2 separate regions of the Bos taurus genome follow, and region 1 is linked to region 2. The links are chromatin contacts, called in public Hi-C maps. All regions are on one chromosome and are shown on one strand. The core of a region is the stretch at or near the end of the contact, and the rest is flanking DNA. Distances in the headings are between cores, read along the strand shown. Region 1 holds the start of SH3PXD2A (SH3 and PX domains 2A). Region 2 overlaps SH3PXD2A (SH3 and PX domains 2A).

What was found. Hi-C and Micro-C count contacts between places; a contact is called where the count stands out from the background.
Region 1: a Hi-C map of blastocyst shows a contact between it and region 2, with 4 times the contacts expected there. The contact joins the promoter of SH3PXD2A here to the enhancer-like site in region 2. A contact is called at or near these places in 4 of 11 Hi-C or Micro-C datasets (blastocyst, liver, skeletal muscle and 1 more).

Annotation. Positions count from the first base shown.
Region 1 is chr26:24,406,735-24,413,135 of ARS-UCD2.0, forward strand. SH3PXD2A (SH3 and PX domains 2A) reads right to left here and starts at 3,859. Exons shown (of 13, transcript XM_059882031.1): 1 at 3,301-3,859. The coding sequence starts at 3,372.
Region 2 is chr26:24,260,050-24,266,374 of ARS-UCD2.0, forward strand. The region is part of intron 5 of SH3PXD2A (SH3 and PX domains 2A); the gene reads right to left. Among named protein-coding and RNA genes, the nearest start is that of SH3PXD2A, 150 kb to the right of the region's middle. Within about 2 kb of position 4,627, at least 5 of the 102 cell types and tissues checked have an H3K27ac peak or open chromatin away from gene starts, as enhancers often do. A contact at or near this core is called in blastocyst and liver, where this site is marked.

The DNA.
Region 1 (6,401 bases), core at 2,609-5,108, 150 kb after region 2:
ATGACTTGACTTACACCTACACATGCGTGTGGGTGCAAAGAATGTGAACCAGAGCTCACATCCTTATGGAAAGTTGTCAAAGGTAACTGCAGTTTGCATCCAGCGTCATTAGGACCGTTTGAAAGACAAGTGGTCTGAGGCCAAAGCCAGTTTACCTAAGGTCTCTCCAGGGACAGCTCATAACAGCTGAGAGAGGAGCCCAACTCCAGGCATGGAGCCTGGTCTAAGCAGCAGCTGCCTACCTCCCCCAACACTCCTCCCTCCTAGCATCCCAAGCAAGGCCTTGGCAGAGAGGAAGGAAGCCAAGGGCTGACAGTACCACCCAAATGATGCAGGTCACCTGCCTGCCCTTTCATAAACAGGCCAAAACACAAGACCCTTGGTATCTAGGCGGCTCCACACCCATCCCAGAGACAAGCCTGCCTTTGGCTGGATGTCCTGAGAAGACCTCTGCAGTGTGTTCCCAGCGTTCTGGAGCCGGCAGAGCCCCTCCTGCTTGGGCCCCAGGCCTCTCATCAGCTAGCTCCGGCTAACGTGCATATCCCATAAAGCCGCTCAGCTCTGCAATTTGCCAAACTGCAGACTCAGAATTCACCATCACCTCACCAGGAGAGGTGGGAAGAGGGCAAGCTTCTACAGTGCAGAACGGCTTCCAGGACATACATGACACGGGCGCAGTGTGTCCTGCCAGCTACCCACACCAAAGTGCCTTGGCCAGAACACTTGACCTTCTGGTGTGTGGTGTCGGCCTTGCAGAGGCCAAGGGAGGAGGCGACCCTAGGCTTCAGAGGTGCTGCCTCCCCGCCTGGCTTCTCCTGCCCTGTTGGCCCCATCGACACATTCTACTATCAGCCCCCTCTCCTGATGCATTAATGCCCCGCACATGCAGGAACCTCTTGCTATGACCAGATATTTGTCTTCCTCAGCAACCCCAACCAGCCTTCCAGGGCGCTTAGATGAACCCAACAAACATGATGGGCAGAAGGCCAGTTAGACCAAGGTGCTGTGACTTGCTGTGTCACAAGCGACTCTACCCCAACCGGTTCTCAGTTTCCTTGTCTGTAAAATAACGGGTGGAGTCTCAGGAGTCCTCAGGTCCCTGCCAGCTCCACAGTTCCATAACACACAACACTGTCTCTTTTAGCTGTTTTCCACAACCTGCGTTCAGGGCTCTGTATGCTCCCGTCTGCTCAGTGACATCACTCCCGGCCCACATATAGCATCATTGATTCTTAACAAGGGAAGCGGACACATCCCAGAAAACACTGTCCATGAAAAGGGAGGAAATGATCATGTCGATGGAACTGGACGGGACTTTTTTTTTGTATTTTTCACAGAGAACAAGTTATTAGCAATCTTAAAACCCCAAATCTTTCTTCCTTCTTGCCAGACCATTAATAGCTGCTTTTCAAAAGTGCTTTCTTAGTCAGAATCATGCCAATCATAAGCTACCATCTAATGAGTGCCTTATGTGCCAGGACCGCACTAAGTGCTTTGCATGGATGATCTCATATAATTCTCCAGACAATCCTATGAAGTAGATACTACTATTATCCTCATTTGAAAAATGAGGAAACTGAGGTACATGGAGGTTCAGTAAGTTGCCCAAAGTTGCACAGCTACTCAGTATGTGAGCCAGGCTTTGAACGAGAGCCTCTCACTCAAAGCCTCAGCACTAACCACCTCTCAACACTGCTCGCAGCGGGCCCCTAGGCCCTTTAGCAATGCTCCTGGCTAGTGTGTTCCACATCTGTATGTAACCTTGGACATCACTGGTCATAGCTAAGGTCTGATGTTTCACCTAAGATCCACAGAGAGTGCCATCTGTTGAAAGCAGTGCCTACCTTACCTGAGGACTAGAAAAGAAGCCCTAAAACTGCAACATTAGAGAAAAGAAGTTAGGAAGGCTGACTTCATAATAAGGGCTGGGATATGCCAATGGACATCTGCCTCAGAGGAGGACGACCACATGGGAACCCAAATCCTCCAAAGACAGCTTTCTCAAAAGGGCAGGGCGGGGGGATGCCTGCTGGGCCAGTGATAGGAAAGGATGAACCCTCCCACCAGCACCCACCTTTCCGTCCCCTCAGGAACCAGACTCCTTGGTTCACCTCCTCCCCAACCTGAGTCCAAGCTCATTTATTCCACTAAAAAGAAACCCGAAGATCAGAGCTATTGGGGATAAAGACAGAAAGAGTAGCCCGAGGCTGACATTAGCACAAATCCAGTCCCCTTCCAACAAGGAAATAAAAGGCAGAGATCAATGTGCTGTCTAGGGCAGCAACCCACAGCCTGTTTTAATTGTGAAAATTAATGCTTTGAGCATTCTAAATGCTCCTTTAAATGCCTAATTTGCAAATAAGATGCAGTCCTTGCTGTCTCTTCTGTCTCAAGAACAGGAGCAAAGCTGCTAGGACTGGCAGCCTCGGGAGCCAAGGACACCATTTACTTCCTAAGGTGGGAAGGATGGGAAGACGGGATGGGCTGAGATGAAGGGGCGTCGCGTCCTACTGGCCCCCAGCTCGGCTCGGTCAACCTTAGCCCCTTCTCATTAAGTCTGGGAAGGCAGGGGGAGGGGCAGCCGGCCGCTCCTCAGAGACCACAGCAAACATTTCCCTCCTCGTGTCGGAGACGGAGCATCACTTAAGAGGACATGAACCCCGGTTAAGGGTCACGTCCAGAGGAGGGATAAAAGGAAAAGCCACAATTTTCCTCACACCGACCGACACGAGGGCTTTAAGAAGGTAATCAAAGCTCAGGGCTGAGGGTGGAGGTAGGGCAGAAGCGGCGGCTTCTCTCGGCCCCCCAGACCCAAGCCTGGGGAGACAGAGACCAGGGCACAAGTAGGAGGCTCGTGCAAGGCGTCCGTCCCCAGGGTAACCTCTGAAAGCATCTCGATCTGCGTGCGCCTGAGCGACCCGAGCCCCCAGGGAGGGCCGGGAAGATGCTCTTTCCCAACGGAGCTTCCCAGCAAGGGTTTGAAGAACGTTCCCCCCACCATCCATCAAAGCTCAGGCGGACAGATGACTTCACCGTTGTAACAGACAAGGGCAGCCACTTGCCAATTCCAATGCCAAAAAAAGAAAACGGGCGTGGGGCGGGGGGGTGGGGGGGAGCAGTGGAGGAAGGTCAGAAAAGGGTTCCCTGGAGATCACAGCCCTGCCAAGAGACCCCACCGCCAAAGGCTGCCCTGTAGGCGCTCAGCTCCGGGACTTAACACGGAGAGGGCTGAGGGGCCACCCAGGGGCCCTCAGGGGGTTCCTGGCCAGCCTCCCGCAGGAGTCGTGGGGGCGTACTCACATAGTGCTTGGAGGGGTTCCTCCGTTTCTCCACGTCCACCACGGTGGCATCTTGCACGCAGTAGGCGAGCATCTTCCCCCACAAAGCGAGTGGCGCCCCCCGGCGGCGTCACCTTCTCATCCCGGTCCGGCCCCGGCTCCTTGTCCCGCTTCCCGGGTTCCCGGGTCTCCCCAGCTACCTCGGGCCGGCGCGCCGCTGCCCGGGCTCCCCAAGCCCACAGGTACAGCCGCTGGACGGGGGCTGTTCAGAGGGCACGCGGGCTCCGTGCGCCCGGGCGGCTCCCCGTGGGCCTGCCGCGCTCCCCTTCCCTCCCGCGCCGCCGCAGCTCTCCGGCTCGCCCGCCCGCTCTCTCCGCCGCCCGGTGGGTCCGGCGGGAACTGGCGGAGCAGAGGAGGGGCGGGGGTGTGTCCCGCCGGCGAGGGGACGGGGCGGGGGCCCCGGAGCCTGCTGTCAGCGCGCTAGGGAGGGGCCGGCGGCGCCCCTTCTCTGCGCTCCGGCTCCGGGGGGCTCGGCGCTGACGGAGGCTGCGGGCGCAGGAGGCGGAGGCAGGGCCGGGCAGGCAGAGAAGGGAAGGGAGGGGAGAGAGGGGAAGCGCGCGGGGAGGGGCTCCGGGCCCGGGGGAGGGGCTCGGGGCGACGGGGAGGGGGGCTGCAGCCCGGCCGGAGAGGCCGGAGCGGGCCCGCGCGCCCCCACCGCGCAGAGAGCGCGGCCAGCGGCCTGGCGCGGCGCTGGGCGACTTGGCCAGGCACTGAAACTCGGGGTGGCTTCGGAGGGAGGAGGGGCGAGGGGGAATGAACCCAGAGCGCCCCCGCCCCGGCTTTCGGTCTGGGAGCGGATTTGTGCCTTTCGGCCCCCACCTTTACGGCCCCCTCCCACTCCTATCCCCCAGAGCTCTTTCATGAAAAGTAGTTTATTACCCCACCGTTTTCGCTCAGGCCCTCTGAGCTGGAGACAAGGACTGGGAAAGTAGGCGGCATTAAACCTTTCAAGCCAGAGCCTCTTTTGATAAACCACCTGCCCCCCTGCGGGTCACAAAGGGTATATTCTCCCCGGAAATGTGATCGATCCACTGCCTGAGTCGCTTATCGATCTGAGCCTGGATAACCAATCTGTGATATCATTCACCAGTGAGGTTACAAGACGATAACACTCCTGCCTTTAAGCCTAAGGCTTCCCTGGAACCCTCTCCTCCAGGTCGGGGAGGAGGGAAGGGAAAATCCACCACTGAGTTGGGGACCAGCTCATCACTGGCCCCAGACTCTGACTTTCTCACCACCTCTCCCTCTGGTTTAGAAAACCTACTGTTCAAGTCACTTGTCCATCCCTGGACTTGGGACACAATTACTATTTAATTCAATTTACACCCCACCCGCCACCCCCAACTGTTTCCAGCATTTTTCCATTCTAATTTCAAATATTTAAAGTAGTGTCTTCACAATTAATCCTATTGTTCACAATCACAATAAACTTTGTGACTGTGGAGCAATGCCAAGCATCTGAAATGGAGGCCAAGAGTTCTAACTGTGTTAATACTTTTTTCTCTGTACTGTCAGAACTCATGTAGATTCCAAGTTCTAAGACTGTTCACACAACTGCTTGGTACAGAGTAGCCTATTATCCTTCCAGCTTTCTTGAAGAAGGGTGCTAGGACACCAAAGGATGCTGCTATCTAATTAGTTGACCTGGAGCAAATCACTTAATACCACAGGCATTAGAGTCATTTTAAAGTTTTCTGTGAAATGGGGCTGCTGAACTAGATGGTCTTTTAAGACTTGTCCCTACATACATTCCAAACTCCTAGCAGTAGTTACTCCTTTGGAGACCATTTTGAGGGGGTTTTTTGTTTTGTTTTTCATAATTATCATGTATGGATATTGACATTTAAAAAATATTTTTTTTAATTTCTTCTCTAAAATTCTAGAAGTTTAGGCTTGATTGAGCACTTATTCTGTGCTCCTTTACAGGGCATTAAAAAACAAAAGAGAGAGAGTGAGAGAATTCAGGTGATGTTTGTGGAACTAAAGACTGAATCCAGTTGACAAATGCTTGTCCCTTCACTCAAAGAGAAGAAAGTACACTCGAGAAACAGGGACACCATGAAGACAGTATGTAATAAAATGTCCGTTGCATGCTCAGTTGTGTCCGACTCTGTGATCCCACAGACTGTAGCCTGCCAAGCTTCTCTGTCCATGGGATTATCCCAGCAAGAATACTGGGGCACTGGGTTGCCATTTCCTTCTATAGGGGATCTTACTGACTTAGGGATCGAACCTGCATCTCCTGCTTGGCAGGCAGAGTCTTAGCTCTGAGCCACCTGGGAATGTCCATTATTATTGTTGTTCAGTTGCTGAGTCATGTCCGACTCTGTGACCCCGGGGACTGCAGCATGCCAGGCTCCTGTGTCCTCCCCTGTCTCCCGGAGTTTGCTCAGATTCATGTCCATTGAGTCAGTGATGCTATCTGAACATCTCATCCTCTGCTACCCCTTCTCCTTTTGCCTTCAGTCTTTCCTAGCATCACAGTCTTTTCCGATGAGTCAGCTCTTTGCATTAGGTGGCCAAGGTGTTGGAACTCCAGCCTCAGCATCAGTCCTTCTAATGAGTATTCAGGGTTGATTTCCTTTAGGATTGACTGGTTTCATCTCCTTGCTTCCAAGAGACTCCCAAGAGACTTCTCCAGTACCACAGATCAAAAGCATTGTTTCTTCGGTGCTCAGCCTTCTTTAAGGTCCAATTCTCACATCCCTATATGACTACTAGGAAAACCATAGCTTTGACTAGACGACCTTTGTCAGAGTGATGTCTCTACTTTTTACTATGCTGTCTAGGTTTGTCATAGCTTTCCTTCCAAGGAGCAAGCATCTTTTACTCTCATGGCTGCAGTCACTGTCCACAGTGATTTTTGGAGCCCAAGAAAGTAAAATTTGTTTCTGCTTCCAATTTTTCCCCCTTCTATTTGAAATGCCCTTTAGGATTCCAGAAAGTGGAGGCCTGGAATAATCAGGAGAACTTCCTAGAGGAAACTGTCTGTGTTGTAGGGACTCTGTATGGTCTCTAAAGTCTCTATGGGCAGAGTTTAGAATACCTTGGAATACTCTGCCT
Region 2 (6,325 bases), core at 3,377-5,876:
ACAGCAGCCCTGTCTGTGCCTCAGTTTCCTTGACTGAAATAATCAGGGTGCTAGACTGGGCCCCACATGACTTCTGCCCAGAGGCTTCCAGCTCCTGGCCCCGGCCAGGCCAGGGTCCTCCTAGCTGCTGGAGGGGCAGCCTGGGAGCCCTGAGTACTGGCTTCCCGCTCCAGCCCTCCCCCAACCAGCCTTCCTGTCAGCACCGAACCTGCTCTCTCTCCTCTGGGTCAGCCTGGCTCCACTACAGCAAAGTCACCATTCAGCAGGACAGCCAAGGCAGCTCCCAGTGGGCCAGCCCTGGGCCACCTCCTCCAGCCTCTGTGTATACTGACGTCACCAACAAGTCCCCGGAGGCCCTGGAGCAGGCGGGAGCCCTCGGACCCCAGGGCATGGTGGGAAATGGGAGGGGGAATGGAGGGAGGGGGTCAGGCCACCCCACCCCGAGTGAGGCCTTCCTCTCCAAGGCGGGAGGGAGAGGCGTACTATTATTGCTACTGCTATTGGTATTATCTGTTATCTGTTATATTGTTATTATTATTGTTATTGGGCTTCCCTGGTGGCTCAGAAGTTAAAGCGTCTGCCTGCAATGCAGGAGACCTGGGTTTGATCCCTGGGTCGGGAAGATCCCCCGGAGAAGGAAATGGCAACCCACTCCAGTATTCTTGCCTGGAGAATCCCATGGACGGAGGAACCTGGTGGGCTACAGTCCATAGGGTCGCAAAGAGTTGGACGCGACTTCACTTTCACCACGGCTGACAAGAATGTCATGTTTTTCCAAGCATTCACATTATGCCAGGTACCAAACTAAGCTCGTGACACACATCAGCTCATTTGACCCTCATGTGTGGTAGGTTCTCTTATTTCTCCCACTTTACAGAAGAGAAATGGAGGATCAGAGAGGGCATGTCACTTGCCCAAGGTAACACAGCATGCGAGCCCAAGTGGCCTTAGTCTAGCACTCAGATCATTCAGCATCTTGTGGTCGATAAGGACACCTATAAAATTCAGCCAGATAAGCTAGTTAGGAGTAGGTGGGAAGAGCAAAGCAAAACGAAGCTACAGAGCCAGAAATACCAAAAGGCCACCAAGTTCTAGACACTCTGTTATCACAGCCTCAGCTCGGTGTGAGCACAGCTGTGAGGAAGAGGAAGCCCGACGTGACCCGTGGCGAGCGTTCATGACCGCCTGGGCTTGGAGGCACAGTGGTTTCTGATCCTCAAGGCCCCTCATCTGCTGCCCAGGCCACGTGCCCTGCCACTTCTCGGAGGCTCTGCAGCTGAAGTGAGCCTTCAGGGCTCCGCGGAGCCAGGACGGCCTGGCTGCGTCTGGGGCCAGCTGACAGTGTCCACAGAGGCTGCTTCTCTCAAGGGAGCGTCCCTAAGTTCTGGGGACCGTGACACTGAGCTGACACTGTCCTGGGCTCTGCCTCCCTCTCTGACTTTTCTCTCCTTTCCCTCCTCCAGCGCCCGGCCCAGTGCTGATTCCCGACACCCCCAAACCCAGCCTACCACGGCACCCTCTCTTCTCCTTTGTAGCTCTTACTATTAATACCTGCGCTGCTTCCTCGCCCCCAATGTAGGCTCCTTGAGGCAGGAACTGTGATGTTGCTCCAGGCCTCGCACAGGGCTGGGCACCGCTGGCGTTTGCTAAGTGAGTGGGCACAGAGCCCTGACGACTGGCAACCGGGCTAAGGGCTGCTGGCTGGTTCTGAGGGACTGGCCCGAGCTGTGCTGTGATCCTGAGTTGTCCCGCAGGCAGATCGTGGGTCTCTGCCCTCCCCTCCAGTAAAGCCCAGTGGAAAATGCCACTTCCTTCAGGAGGTCTTCCCCGATAATTATAGATGGGTTAGAATCGTGTGGACAGAGGAGTCTGGCAGGCTCCAGTCCATGGGGTCACAAAGAGTTGGACACAACTGAGTGACTACCACCCCCCCCACACACACACAGAGCAAGCGCGGGTGTTAGTTTGTGTAAAATACAAGAGGGCTAGAGCAGTCTCGATGGGCAGAGCCCGCCCGTGCCTCAGTGCGTTTTCTGTCCGCTGACGAGGATGGCCTGGGCCTCCCGTGCTCCGTCCTCTGTCTGGGCCATCATCCCGCCAAGTGCGTCTCTCTCCTCCCCCACCTGGCCACAGCATCTCACCACCTCCTTTGCCGTGTCCCCTGAGAACAAGGTCACGTGTGAGCTCAGAACTACCATCTGGGCACGGTTTGATGTGCTCTGGGCTTCCCTAGTGGCTCAGATGGGACAGAAACTGCCTGCAATGCGGGAGACCTGGGTTCAATCCCTGGGTTGGGAAGATCCCCTGGAGAAGGGAACAGCAACCCACTCCAGTACTCTTGCCTGGAGGATCCCACGGACAGAGGAGCCTGGCGGACTATAGTCCATGGCGTCTCAAAGAGTCGGACACGACTGAGCGACTAACACCTTCACTACTTTCCTCTTGATGTGCTTCAGACACATCATTTCAAGTGCCATTCTAAGAAGAAGCTTCTATCATTAGCCCCATTGTCAAGATGGGGAAATTGAGGCACAAAGAGCTCAGATCTGAACTGGGTGTCGGCTCACTCCTAAGCCTTTTCCATCTTTTCCATCACCATCTTTTCAGTCTCTTCTGGTCTTCTCATGCCACACCCACCCCCCCCAAACCCCCACCCCTGCCTAACGCCCCTGCTTGGAAGCCTCCCTCAGCCCAGATGTCTCCCTCCCAATCTGTCTCTGAACCCTCCCCCAGCATCCAAGTCCAGGCGGAGGCTGGCTCACTCTGGTGGCCTTCCCTGCCCACCTCGCGCCCCCTCCCTGCAGGGGGGCTAGCTAGCTCCCTCTCCAAGTTCCCCTTGCCCTCCTGGTATGAGCATCTACACCCAGCCTGCTTGGCCATCTCATACTCAATGACTGTCCCAGGTGTACTGGCCAGGCCCGCCCTGCTAGGAAGAGGGCTGCAGGGGACTGGCCCCTCCTCGCAGGCCCTCCTGAGTGTTTAGCCAGGGTGGCCCTCAGGCATGAAGCAGACTTACAGTCATGGTCATCTCCACTCTGCTTCCAGAACCTCAGTGCTTAGCGACACAGGGCCTAGTCCCGGAGCCCACAGCCGGGGTGGGGTGGTGCTCGCCCACCTTCCCTGCAGCTGCTCTTTCCTGTGATTGATTCCCTGCAGCAGCTCCACCGTCCAAAGCAAGAATGTGCCAGCGCCTCTTTGGTGCCAGGACTTGAGCTAAGTCCCGGAGACGGTGGAGGACAGGGAAGCCTTGGCGTGCTGCAGTCCATGGGGTCGCCAAGAGCTGGATAGGACTTGGCTTGGCGACTGAAAGACAATTATGTGCCAGGCCCTGGGGCTTGCAGCATTGAGTAAGACAGGACTCATCCCCCGCCCCAGGGAGGACAATGAACAACTGGATAAAGCCAAGTGATAAACTGGGTTAAGAGCTCTGAAGAAAGGGATAAGGATGCTAAAGTGGAGAAAGAAAGAAAGGGAGGGCTCTTGAGGAAGAGAGGATTAAAGGAGAACCTGAGGGCAGATGCAAAGGCTGGGGCAGGGGAAAGGGGCTGGGGAGAGGGAGGGGGCTGGGGAGGGGTAGGAGGTGTGGGAAGGGGAGGGAGCTGGGGAGGGGGAGGGGCCTGGGGAGGGGTAGGAGGTGCGGGAAGGGGAGGGGCTGGAGAAGGGGAGGGGGCTGGGGCAGGGGAGGAGGTTGGGGCAGGGGAGCAGGTTGGGGCAGGGGAGGGAGCTGTGGCTGGAACAGAGACCAAGCCTTCCCAGTGACAGGCCACAGGGACACTCCCGGAAGTACTCCTAAGCACAGGGAAGACCATGTGGCCTTCAGGGAAGGCCTTCAGGGAAGCTGTGTCCCCTGCTGTTTGGAGGTGGGTTGCGGGAGGGCACACAGGAGAAGGGAGCACCTGAGGAAGGCCCGGCAGTGGGTCCCAGCACCCAGGGTAGCTGTGCTGATGCTTCACTTGCAGCTGCTTGGCCTCTCCCGCCTCTCCTCACTCCCTCGCTGGTCTCTTCTCCCAAATAAGTTGCCTGGGCTCAGTCCTCTCCTCAGATCTACTGCTGGAGGATTCGGAACCAAGACTTCCATCTCCCTCTGCTCCCCCTCCCCACCTGCCCACCACGATTCCTGTGGCCACAACCCTGCCCTGCGTGGACACACAGCGGTGGCATGTGCCATGAGCCAGCAGGGGGTGACCCGTGCCCCCGGACCCCGAGGCGCCCGCCCTTGGCATCGCGGGGCCCTGTGGGCTTCCCAGGTGCCCGCTCCTGCTTGTGGCGGGGGCCGGGGCACTCCTGGCTCTTAAGCTTGAATTCTTTGGCTTGGCAGGCGCAGCCTTTAATCAGGAGCCCGCCTCTGCCTAATTAAATCAGACCTGACTACAGCCCAGATCCCACTTCTCCAGCTATTCCAAGCAGGCCAGCAGCTGGTCCCTGCTCCCTGTCCCTCAGCCAGGCCCCGATTTAAGTCTGCACAAGGACCTCCAGGTGTCCTTCTGCACCAGCACTCAGGAAGCTCTGGAAATCAGCTGGGGGAGTTTCTGAGCGATGGAAAAAACACTGGGCTCTGGGTCAGAAACCCTGGTGCCAATCCAGTTTCTCTGGGTGACCTCAGGGAAGCCACGCCCCGCTCTGGGCTGCAGAACCTCAGTGCAAAGTGCGTGGGGGCTGGGCCAGAGGGTGTCGGTGTAACACTGGGCTCTGAAGGCTGGGACTGCGGGCAACCTTCCCCTCCTGCCTCTGTGGATGCAGCCAGGGATGTCCAAGCAGTCTCTCCCATCCTGGCTGCATGCATGGAGAGGCAGGAGGGGCCTCACCCAACAGCCCGTATAGACAGAGCCTCTGGCCGTGTGTCCTGGGTTGGGAGCAGGGAGTTCACAATGACTTAGGATTCAAGCTATGTTTTTTCTAGTAATCATACATGGATGTGGGAGTTGGACCATAAAGAAAGCTGAGCACCAAAGAATTGATGCTTTCAAACTGTGGTGCTAAAGAAGACTCTTGAGAGTCCCTTGGACTGCAAGGAGATCAAACCAGTCAATCCTAAAGGAAATCAACCCTGAATATTCATTGGAAGGACTGATGCTGAAGCTTCAATACTTTGGCCACCTGATGCGAAGAACTGACTCATTGGAAAAGACCCTGATGCTGGGAGGGATTGAGGGCAGGAGGAGAAGGGGGACGAGATGGTTGGATGGCATCACCGACTCAATGGACATGAGTTGGAGCAAACTCCAGGAGTTGGTGAAGGACAGGAAAGCCTGGCGTGTTGCAGTCCATGGGGTCACAAAGAGTCGGACACGACTGACAACCAGGTGCCTGGCTGGAGAGGCTTAGTCAGGGACTGGGGTCACAGCTACTGCCCTCAAGGTCAAAGTCAAGCCTCAGTTTGGTTGGGGGAAAGGAGACCTGCTTTTTTGATGCTCCCAGAGCCAGCCTCACTGTGACCATCCTGAAAGGGGAGCTGGGCAGCACCCCTCCTCTGAGGTCTGACCCCAAAGCAGGAGGCCCTCAGTGGACACGGGCTGGACTGGCCCTGGCACTCCTAAGCCTTGCAGCTTCTCACCTGGGGAGAAGCCTGGAGTCCCCTTAAAGAGTCCCCAGGTGGGGAAAGTGCCCTCAACTGTACCTTCAGGGGCTCCCCACCCTGTGACCACAGCAACCATGAGTGCTGACTCAATTATTCATTCCTATGGTTGGATGAAAGGTCCCATCTTGCAATTTGGAAACTGTTGCATGGTCACAGCTCCTGTGTGGTTGTGGGGTGCAGACCTGGAGTGGGGAAGGATTTGGATTCGGCCTCTGATGCTTACCAGCTGAGAGATAACCAACCTAAGCCTAAGGTTTCTCATCTGCAAAAAGGAGGCATGAACCTCACAGGATTATTGCTTGCTTGCTTCGCTTTAGTCATTTCCAACTCTTTGCAACCCTATGGACTGTACCTGCGAGGCTCCTCTGTCCATGGGATTCTCCAAGCAAGAATACTGGAGTGGGTAGACATTTCCTACTCCAGGGGATCTTCCCAACGCAGGGATCGAACCCACTTGTCTTTCGTCTCCTGCTTTGGCAAGTGGCTTCTTTACCACTAGCGTCATAGATGGTTAAACAAGGTAGACCAAGCTTAAACATCCAGAACAGCTTCAGGGGTCTGCAAACGCCTGCCTGGATGGGGGTTGGTGTAATATCCAGTGCTGCCACAAGAGGGAGCCAGACACACACAGATCCCGTGAACTAAGGCACTTGAGCGACTGAACTGAACTGAAGGCACTGTAAGTGACCCAGTTACGGAGGTGCCTAAACTCCAACCTACCATAGACCCAAATACACGGCCTGTGAC